2 separate regions of the Bombyx mori genome follow, and region 1 is linked to region 2. A link is a contact called in public Hi-C data. All regions are on one chromosome and are shown on one strand. The core of a region is the stretch at or near the end of the contact, and the rest is flanking DNA. Distances in the headings are between cores, read along the strand shown. Region 1 holds the start of LOC101736196. Region 2 overlaps LOC101736196.

Region 1 (5,392 bases), core at 2,054-4,553, 34 kb after region 2:
AACTATGGACAGTAATGGACTTTTGTAGTTTATCTGTGATGATTACCTAAGCAATACGAACTGAGGTAGTGACGTAGCTTAGGTCGTGATCTGCAACCTGCATTATGATACTAAAGAGGTACTTGTAACATCCGTAGATCAAACCATCAAATGTGACGTCAAACGATTGCTATACGTTAAACAATATAATTCGTTTAGCCGAAAACCATTGAAAAGAAGAGTTTCATTTTGTGATAGCTTTTATGTTGTTATTCTTTAACCTTCTAACGAAGAACATCGATCATTTATTGTTGTGACGCAAGTTCCGCTAAAACTTGGTCTATGTTTTTTTTTTTTATTGCTTAGATGGGTGGACGAGCTCACAGCCCACCTGGTGTAAAGTGGTTACTGGAGCCCATGGACATCTACAACGTAAATGCGCCACCCACCTTGAGATATAAGTTCTAAGATCTCAGTATAGTTACAACGGCTGCCCCACCCTTCAAACCGAAACGCATTACTGTTTCACGGCAGAAATAGGCAGGGCGGTGGTACCTACTCGCGCGGACTCACAAGAGGTCCTACCACCAGTAAAATGTTTAATGATAATCTTTTATTGTATCACAAGTAGCGATTATAATATCTCACAAGCATTGAAGATAACATATCCAAGAACTAAGGTAGGTTGTTTGGATATTGTCTTTCTTGGTTACCTCAAAATGTTTTCCATCACCGGTATCGACGCTACCAAATCCCGCAAGAAAAAAACGTTAGGTAACGCTCATTCGAGCATTAATTTTCTTTTTGTTGCTAAATACAGTCAAGTCAATGAATATTAATACAGACTTCGTCTCAGTTAAATTATATTACGCAAAATCGAATTATTTGCGACTTTGCTTTGTTGATTTACCAAAAATTATTAGAAAATAATAATAATGATAAACCTGCACACACATACGCGCGCGCACGAATATAATGCAATTCAAATATTGTCAAATAAATTGGAAAAGTTTTGGTGTGGTGTTAATATTTTTTTGATATAATAAACTTTACAGTCGAAAGGTTTTGTACATTGAACCCGGCAATTGACTAGCTCAATAATTTGATTAATGCATATAAAGTTTTATGATATGTAAATATATATATGAATATTTTTTTAAATCTATGAATTATAACCATACCGTATCGGTACTTGTCATAGATAGATTTATGACGTAAAATTATTAATAAATTTTACAAGACAGCTTTTAATGAATTTTAATTATTATTCAATTTAAGTAACGTATATCTAGTATGGAGTGCCTACTTTAATTATTTTTTTTTTTTATTGCATTTATTGCCCTTTTTTTATAAGCCTCGGCGATTACAATTAGTAAAAGAATAAAAAGGACTTCTTTCAAAGCTTGCAAGCACGTTGAAGAATATGAAAAATGTTTTTGGTAAATGTATGTAATAATCACATGGTGGGAGGGTTTTTACCTACCTACACACGTGTATACTTCCTACCTATATTTTCTTCCATAAATACGTACGTGACATTTGCTTAAGAATGCCTTCCACGATAAAGAAAAAACGTCGTGTAAGAAAATCATCAAATTAATTTTTTTTTTTTTTGCTTGCGTAATACTGACGGTATGGCGTAATGTCAGCTACACGGGTAGATACCACTATTCCTGCCGGTTTCTTCAGCAAGCAATCATGCGTTTCAGTTTTGGGAGTATGAGACAGACAAATACTATATATATATATTATGATTTTCATTTTATGCTTTGTAGTGGGTGGTGGTATTTACGATGTGCCCCAATTTTGTGGCCCCAATAACTACTTGCTTAATATCAGGTGGACCAAAATCCTGTTGGTCCATTCGTAACATTAAAATATGGTTAATATCAATATGTTGATAAACTTGGCCAAGATCAGGGTTTACATATTATTCGATTGCACACCATGTTTTTTTATTGCCCTTGTAGGCGGACGTGCACACGGCCCACCTAATGGCGGGTGGTTACTGTCGCCCATGGACTTCAGCAATGTCAGGGGCAGAGCCAAGCCGCTGCCTACTATAAAAGGTGTAGCTGGCTAAGATAGTGAAATGACTTTTGTGTGAATGTGTGCATGAAGTTTATTAAAAACTGCATTGTATTTTGCAAATTCGACCGAAGTTTTTTTAAAATATAAAATAACAGAATATTAATATTCTTGGTTAGTTTATGGCATTACTACTCAATTTACATTGTTTTTACATAAATTACATTACTTTCAAGCGTTTCAAGTTGTGTCAATTAATAAATTAATATTTGTAATTAAAACTTCTTATTTTTACTTACCTAACAAATAATTGCTCTTGGTTGTTCACCCTCCATGACACTACAGTAGCACCTAGGAGAGATTGTTTTTATTAGTTATCATATTTCCAATTTTATTCAATATAATTAATTTTAATTACAATATTAAAAAAAGTACATGTATAGATTCTGGTAATTTTAATTTCTGCGCCCAAAATGGTGCTTTATTGTTACATTGAATCATTCAAACTAGGTTCCTTTAAAAATGTTTTAACCCAAATTACATTTTAAAATTTCTTGGATTTTTTTATTTCTTTTTGGAAAAGTTTGGTACATTAATTATGGCTTTTATATTTATATATGGTTGGACTTCAAGCCATCATAAGTTAACTAACATCAAATAATTATTTTTATGAAGTTTTAAAAGTTTAATATCACACTGTTATTGATCAGATTCTGAAACTAATCACTGATCTTACCTTTGGTTTTTTTTTGTGAGTACATCAAATACCAACCTACAATTTAAAAGTATCTACAGTTTACTTCCTACAATCCAATAGCCAAGGTCAGACTCGCCGCAGACAACTCTATTCTATTCACTCAGAAAAAAAAACTTGTTACCTCTCAACTAAACACCTAATACACGGTACATACGAAGGTGCGCTTATTACATTTTAAATTTCAACTCGAGGACATTCATACAATAGGCAAATTGTAAATCCAATAAATTTAAAATTTGTTGTTTTTTTTTAAGTTACGCGCGCGTCTCTTCAAATATAAATAAAGAACTGAGGTTATGTGGTATAACGAATGATCTTAGTGACAGTTCAATTCAGTAAATTATTTCAGTCTTATTGTTGTGTAGTTGAAAGATGCAGTAATAAAATCTAACACTCACCGAAAAGATTTACGGTACATGTTGTATTGTTGCCTCTGTCGAGAACGACAACACTCGTTGCTGCCATTTTCTGTTTGACAGCGAAGCCAACTGACAAAATATTACTATTATGACTGTCGATTTGAAGGTATTTTAAGTGTTGCTAGATCTCAGAATTTAATATTCACGGCATTTAAAAAAAAACAGTAACCAATCACAGCTTTGTGCCTTTGATGCGCAGAAGGACGTTTTAGTCATGGCACCACAATTCCAAGGGGTATGCTTACAACCTTCCACGATTACTGAGATAATGGAGTCAATGTTTAATCCAATCAAATTTAATCATAGCCTGCTTATCTTTGACTCCGATTGTCAACTTGGCTTTAAGGATCCTGGGAGTCGAGCGAAGCGGAAAGAGCGAAGTGGTTCTTTACGCTAGGAGAAGGAAGCGTGGTGTAGTGCTCCCACCTCTGGCTTGGGGCTCCCAAATACCAGCGACTCCCATTTGACTCCGTTTAGAAGAGCGCCGTTCGGATTGTTGTTGATCGTTTGGAGCCTCTGGAATGGCTACGGTTCTCAATATGTTTTTTACTGTATATTCCTTAAAGAGCACTCTGAGATATTGATTGAGATGATCTCTTCATCTCGTTTTTACTACCGTGCTGCCTGTCAGAAGAATTCATCCATACTAGGTGGAATCACTGCGTCTGTTCACAGTGCGTGTCCAGAAATATTTTATGCCACATACCATCCATCTTTGGAATGAGCTCCCCCTCCACTGTGCTTCCCGAGTGCTATGACATATCGTTTTTCAAATGAGGCTTGCAGAGAAAACTCAGCGGTAGGCAGCGGTTTGGCTCTGCCCCTGGCATTGCTGATATTCAAGAGTAGGTGTATCCACTCACCATCCTGTGAACCGTATGCTCGTTGGTCTACAAGAGCAATGTAAAAAATCAGAACTTACCGATGATCTAAATTTTATACTGGTCAAGCAGTATGCATTTTTTTATTACACTTAATTAGTAGAGAGACTTATGGTCTATCTGGTTTTAAATAGTTATCGGAGCAGAATAAAGTAAAATACATTACTTTTGAACACGAATTTTCCATTTTTATGATTAAAGGTCCTACCCTCCAAAGAGGAATGCATTTAGCCATTTATTTTATAAGGGCAATACACAGTCGTATTAGCGTTCAGGTTTGAAGGGTTGGAAAGCAATTGCACTGTAAGCTACGATGTTGATGTCTATGTGTCTACTATACTGAGACTTTAGAACTTATATCTCGAGAGGGTGGCGCATTTACGTTGTAGATGTCTATGGACTCCAGTAACCACTTAACCCCAGGTGGGCTGTGAGCTCGTCCATCCATCTAAGCAATAAATAAATAAAAATGTACTCTGATAGCCATTTATTATCGGGTAGTAACGTTCTCCCAATTAAGTATCTACCATAAGTCATTAGCCAAGGGCGGATCCAGCTTTGGTGCCAGGAGGGGGTCACATAGTCATGGTCAAGTCAAGAACTTATAATTTAATTTTGATAACAATAGATACAAGTAAAAAGTAGGTATTTGATTATAAGCACATTAAAGCTATAAAGAAATTTTATTTTTTTAGCTTAGAACTATGTTATGATATGTTGAAGTTTAGTCGTTCCGATTCCGATTGAGGTTAGGATTCAATTTGAGGTTAGGCCTAGCTAGACGTTACGTAGTCGACAAGCGCGCGCGTGTGGCGCGGTAAAATTCAAATTTTCGATGTGTTCGTTCCCAAAAATTTGCCATCATACAAAGTTATTATATTATATTAAATTAATTAAGGAGCAATATAAGGAGCAACAATATACCTAGTCTTGCCATAAATACTGAAACAAAGGAAAATAAAAATTTCTATTGCAAATAACATTTATTACTTTTACAGTGTGTTAGTTTAATACATGAATATAAAACAATTTAAAGTATAAAAAGCTTATTCGAAGTGGTCTCCATTGGCTGCAATCCTTTAAACGTTGAGGCCAGTTATCAATAGAAGCACGCACTCTTTCCATGGGAAAATTTTTCACTGCTAATCGTGCGGATTGTTTTAGGGACTCCAAATTATCATGGCGTTTAGAGCAAGCCGTACTCTCTAAAACTGACCATAAATCATAATCCAGCGGATTAAGATCGGGACTAGACGACGGCCAGTCTTCACCTCTGATGAAGTCCGAAACGTTCGTTTCCAACCAAGACTGCGTAGACCGAGCTTTAT
Region 2 (5,067 bases), core at 705-3,204:
AATGGCTGGATTATTTATTGAGGATAAATCAGTGCTTAATTCAGTTATTTTCAGATATAACTATCATTTAATGGACATTTTTAATGGAGACACATCCGAACATTTGTTACGCTTACAATACATATAAATTTCAAAATTATATTGGGGCAGATTAAATTTATGCAAATTTAAAATTTTAATCTAATTAATTTTATTACTATTAAAAAATCCTAACAATGCAGTTAACTCTTAACACATCTAATAAATTGTCTCCAAAACTGATCGTGTTCTGAACTTTATTGGTGTATTTCAAAAGCTTCGCTCAACAGGATTAAGAAGAATAAGGCGAAATTTGAAGAAATGACGCTTGATGTCGACATTGACCCAGTTATTCAAATGTCCAACTTCAAAGAAATACATGATGAATTTCAGATTTCAAAAATTATTCATACAGAGAAGCACCGTCTTTTGTATTAGAAATTCATATAACTTAGACACGTAAACACAATAGAACAATATTATAACGAGAACAAGATTGAAACAAGAGGAACCCTAAGGGTAAAAGGCAAGTGAGATTTACAAAATCTCTCGCTCATTATGCTTTTTTATTTTAAACTACCTGCAAAAATTTCTAATAAATTTCCGAATACACCACACAGCTGACATGTATTATTTAGTTGTCTACGTTTTTGTTTTGGAAATTACCGAAATAGATGTTGCCAACAAATTTCCCAATTTTTTTTAATAATAGTTTAAAATAAAAAGCAAAATGAAAACGCATAGGAAGCTCTGTAGTACTTAAAATATATCCAACTAAATAAGTAAATCTGTAATTAATTAAATTTACAAAAAGGAATGTTTTTTTCTGTTATGTCCCACAATCAAATTAGAAGTTTAGTATTTGATGAATTAATTGTATTATTACATTACAGTAACGCGGGCTTGCCCTACTGAACTTTATAAACCATAAATGTAACATGAACAATATTCAGTAATAAAATATACGTACTAAATCAATTCGTACATCAAGCATTCGGAATGATCGAAAATACCGTAGCTGCCAATGCTATATAGCTTGGTGAGTCAACTCACGACCCATCTGTGTGCTTGGTGCGAGTTTCTTAACGTTCACGATAGCGTAAAAGTTAACCTAATTTTGTAAGCAGTTGGAACAGCGCCCCTAGCGGCAAACGTACGCAAACGATCCCATTCCATACAAATATGAGCTAACTTTTACGCTATCGAGAACCTTAAAAGACTCGCACTAAGCCCACTGGTATTAAACAGTTATTGCAGCCTATGGAAATCATGTAATGTATTGCATAAAAACGGTCCCTTCAAATCAGAACGTATGACAGATTCGCTTTAAGCTGCTTTCAGACTACGCTATACTAGTGCCATATAGTATAGCAGCCTGTACTTAGCCAATAATATAATAATATAGTACAGTGATACAGTGTGAACATGTCCATAATAATGTATGGTGTGCGATATTGTTGTGCTATGAGCTATATGCTATTATATTATAGCGTAGTCTGAAAGCGGCTTTAGGAATAGTCGAGATGGTTGCATCTACCCGGACAGGCGTAAACTGTATTTTAATATGATAAAATTTGTAGGCCTCTACGAGTCATGCTAATCTTAGGAACCACCAAGTAACACAGCAACGAATGCTCTTATAAAATTCATTCGTCAAACTGAAAGATTGTGGGCCAGTAAACCGGCGCGCCATCTGTAAGGGCCTGCAGTACAAAGTTCTACGTTTGGAAACCTAAGGCTGTGTTCACACGGCATTGTCCTGCACGTTTTTTTTGTATTCGTTATTTTAACGTACAATCACTCGGGTGTTCATACGGTAGATTTTCATTCGTGTAAAAACGAACGTGTGAAAGAGATAGAGCTTATACTATTCGTCACTCCAACGTTAAAATTCATTCGATTTTCTTGACAAGTCCGTTGAGTATTCGTTTAAACGCATAAGCGGTGTACGATTTTTTGCAGTACAAACAACATGTGCATGGTTCTATGTACAATGTATGTGCCACTATTCATTCGTTAAGACGTATACTGCAAACAAACGTGCAGGACAATACCGTGTGAACTCGGTCTAACGCGCACAATTTAAACACAAAGAAAATTTAAACTTAACATTAACTTAACGTACAACAGATTTCGAAATTCATTTATTAACTTTTATAACGTTTTAAATTTAAAAAATATATAGCGTATTCAAGTTACCTATTTGATACAAGTAACTCGATTTTGTTTGCAATTTAATAGTTTTACAAAATTTTTAAAGACGCCGCATGAAATGAAACCGAAGAAAAAAATTGAATTTTAGAGATTGTACAGTAGAAGTATTTTAGAAACGGTAGTAGCTATTTTCCGAAGACGAAAAATAATGGACTTCCTTGACATAAAACATTAATTAATTTAAAAACCAGCCGACGAACGCTCTATGCTTCGAGGTCATCGAACCCGCGTGACGGTTGCGTTTTATTCGTATTACATTACGTGCTGCGCCAAAATGTATGATGTAATTTTTTTTTAGTGTTTCCCATACAACTTTTACAGGCTTTTTTTTTAAATCCTTTCTATCTCTCTAGCAAAAATCGAATAAAACTTAACCTTAGATTATAATTGTTATAAACCAGTATAGCCGAGCTGGCGACCGCAGCGCCCCGCCTCATCCATACATATTATACTATATTGTCTCATTGTTACGTACGTTCCTCGTGAATTGACTTCGCTCGTGTGGACGGCTACATGTGAACTCCGGCGCCATCCGTCTACATTACCTATGAAATAAGGGCACAAAACATGTATATTGAAGTCGGAACAAAAAAGTATTTGAGGACAGCAAAGGTTTGAAATTGTGATAAAAATACAGATTATATACAGATCTTAACAAGTTAATCACAAATTCGCTCGTGACCTTTTTTCCCTTATCTATGCTGATAGCCTTGAGAGGCTATTTCAGCTTCTCCTTGACGTGTAGGTGAGCTTACGGGGCTCAAACCGGAGTGTTGCTAAAACTGGCCCTAGCAAGGGCAGTGCTTCGCTGAATCTATTACTGGATCGGAATCGCGATCCACTGAGAAGATCCGGCAAAAAACTCAGTGGGCTGTGTCTATGGGTTAATTTACTCGCCGAGCCTTTTATCGCAAGCGACGGGTTCGGCGAGGACTGAGGACTCCGGCTGAGCGAGCGGTTTCCGGATTTGTTTCGGTCGCGGCCTTCAGTTACTAATGTTGATCGAAGGTTCCAGTAGAGTGAAGTACCTGGAGGATCTGGCTGGCTTCGAACGCGGTGCCGGGGAGCAACACGATGGGCGCGGCCACCCGCCCGGCCTCCACGCACACCATGTTGGGGAACTCGTCGTCACCGAAGTCCGGGATCTCCTTCGCGTACTCCGACCACGGGTTCCAGATCACTTTAACATAGGTTAAATATATAAAAAATACATAACATAGGTTTTCGGTAGGCAGCGGCTTGGCTCTGTCCCTGGCATTGCTGAAGTTCATGGGCAACGGTAACCACTCACCATCAGGTGGGCCGTATGCTCGTCTGCCTACAAGGGCAATAAAAAAAATTTCAAAGTATTTATCCCCTACTGCCATACCATCAGATATACAAAGATATTTGTTGAGTTCGAAGCACGCCAGGGAAGATGCGACCAACTTGAATAATGTTACGCCTGTAATAGTAACGCCATCTATCGCCGAATAGCCGAACGAATATCGGAGGCACTAGTAAAATGGACAAGTACAACGACATCTATTGTCAAATAGCGGAAACACACATCAAAAACACTCGACTTGTGAGGAACGTTCTCCATAATTCTAGGGATGTGGTATCGACTATAAAAGCGATGCAGGGATGGCACGCAGTCAGTCAGTAATCGGAACTACTCGAAGCGAAACAGCAAACGGATCACTTGAAGCGAATTGAAAATTTTAAAGAAAATTTCTAAGTGATAAACACAGTTTTAATTTGTACTTCGGTACAATTTTATTTATCCCGAACCCCATCGCGTAACAATATTTTTTCTACGCAGCTATAGCGTGTTCTAATATTGTGAATCGCGTGAGCGGATACAAATTGGACTTCAATCTCATGTGTCGCAGTGGGACGGCATTCTAGTCGTGACGATTGAGATGTCTATTATGTTTTTACAGCCTGCCTGATTCGTTGGTGTAATTATTAACGCTTCTAAGAGCTGGGTCACGAGTTCGATTCCTACTTCGGGCAGACATTCGTGTGATAAACAGGTTTGACGTCACAGCTGTTACCTGTATCGGGGAAGTTGTACTTCTGTATCCGCATCTTCCGCCCGCTGACAACGTTCGTTATGATGTGCTCCTGCATCGTGTTCTGGTAGATGCGGTCCGTCCACTCGCCGACCGTGACCACCTCGCGGGTCTCCTGGTACACGGCACCTTCCCGCGTCTACGAACAATACGATACGATACGATACATCAAATTACAATCTTGATACTGTCGGATGACATAATGACGAGTACTAATGATGAGTAGTAGAGGGGGAAGAGGTCGACCGAAGAAGACATGGATGGAGTGTGTGAATGACGATATGAGATAGAGACAGGAGTGAGTGTTGAGATGACGCCTGATATAACAGAATGGAAAAGAAAAATTAGCTGTGCCGACCCCACCTAGTGAGATAATAATATGGCGAAAAAGAAGACTAGTAGTAAATACGAATATAATTAATTTAAATTATAAGTTTGAACATTATTAAGGGTCTATTGTCAAAGTCTATCATAAATCTCTTTTAAGAAATTTAAATCAAATTTTAATTATTTAATAAAACCACATTCTTCTTCTTCATCGTTCCCTCACTACTAAGGATCACGACCACATATGACTTTCATCCATAGCGTTCCGTCATGGGTGGCTTTAAAAAAACTATAAAACCCTCATACACTGACCTTGTCAATGAACATGCAGCCGTGCATGCCGGTGATCTGACAGCGGCGCACGTCCGGCACCTTGAAGTAAGTGTGGAGCAGCAACTGACAGCTAAACGTCAGCTCCTTGCTCGGGTTGTACACGCCGATGTTGAAGTGG

What was found. Hi-C and Micro-C count contacts between places; a contact is called where the count stands out from the background.
Region 1: a contact with region 2 is called in a Hi-C map of whole pupa, with 1.9 times the contacts expected there. The contact joins the promoter of LOC101736196 here to the enhancer-like site in region 2. A contact is called at or near these places in 3 of 7 Hi-C or Micro-C datasets (middle silk gland and whole pupa).

The regions. Positions count from the first base shown.
Region 1 is chr5:15,462,281-15,467,672 of ASM3026992v2, forward strand. LOC101736196 reads right to left here and starts at 3,304. Exons shown (of 8, transcript XM_012693836.4): 1 at 3,163-3,304; 2 at 2,307-2,358. The coding sequence starts at 3,229.
Region 2 is chr5:15,430,112-15,435,178 of ASM3026992v2, forward strand. It overlaps LOC101736196, which reads right to left. Exons shown (of 8, transcript XM_012693836.4): 5 at 4,929-5,067; 6 at 4,272-4,428; 7 at 3,261-3,412; 8 at 1-2,777. The coding sequence ends at 2,769. Among protein-coding and RNA genes, the nearest start is that of LOC101736059, 7.9 kb to the left of the region's middle. Within about 2 kb of position 1,955, at least 4 of the 8 cell types and tissues checked have open chromatin away from gene starts, as enhancers often do.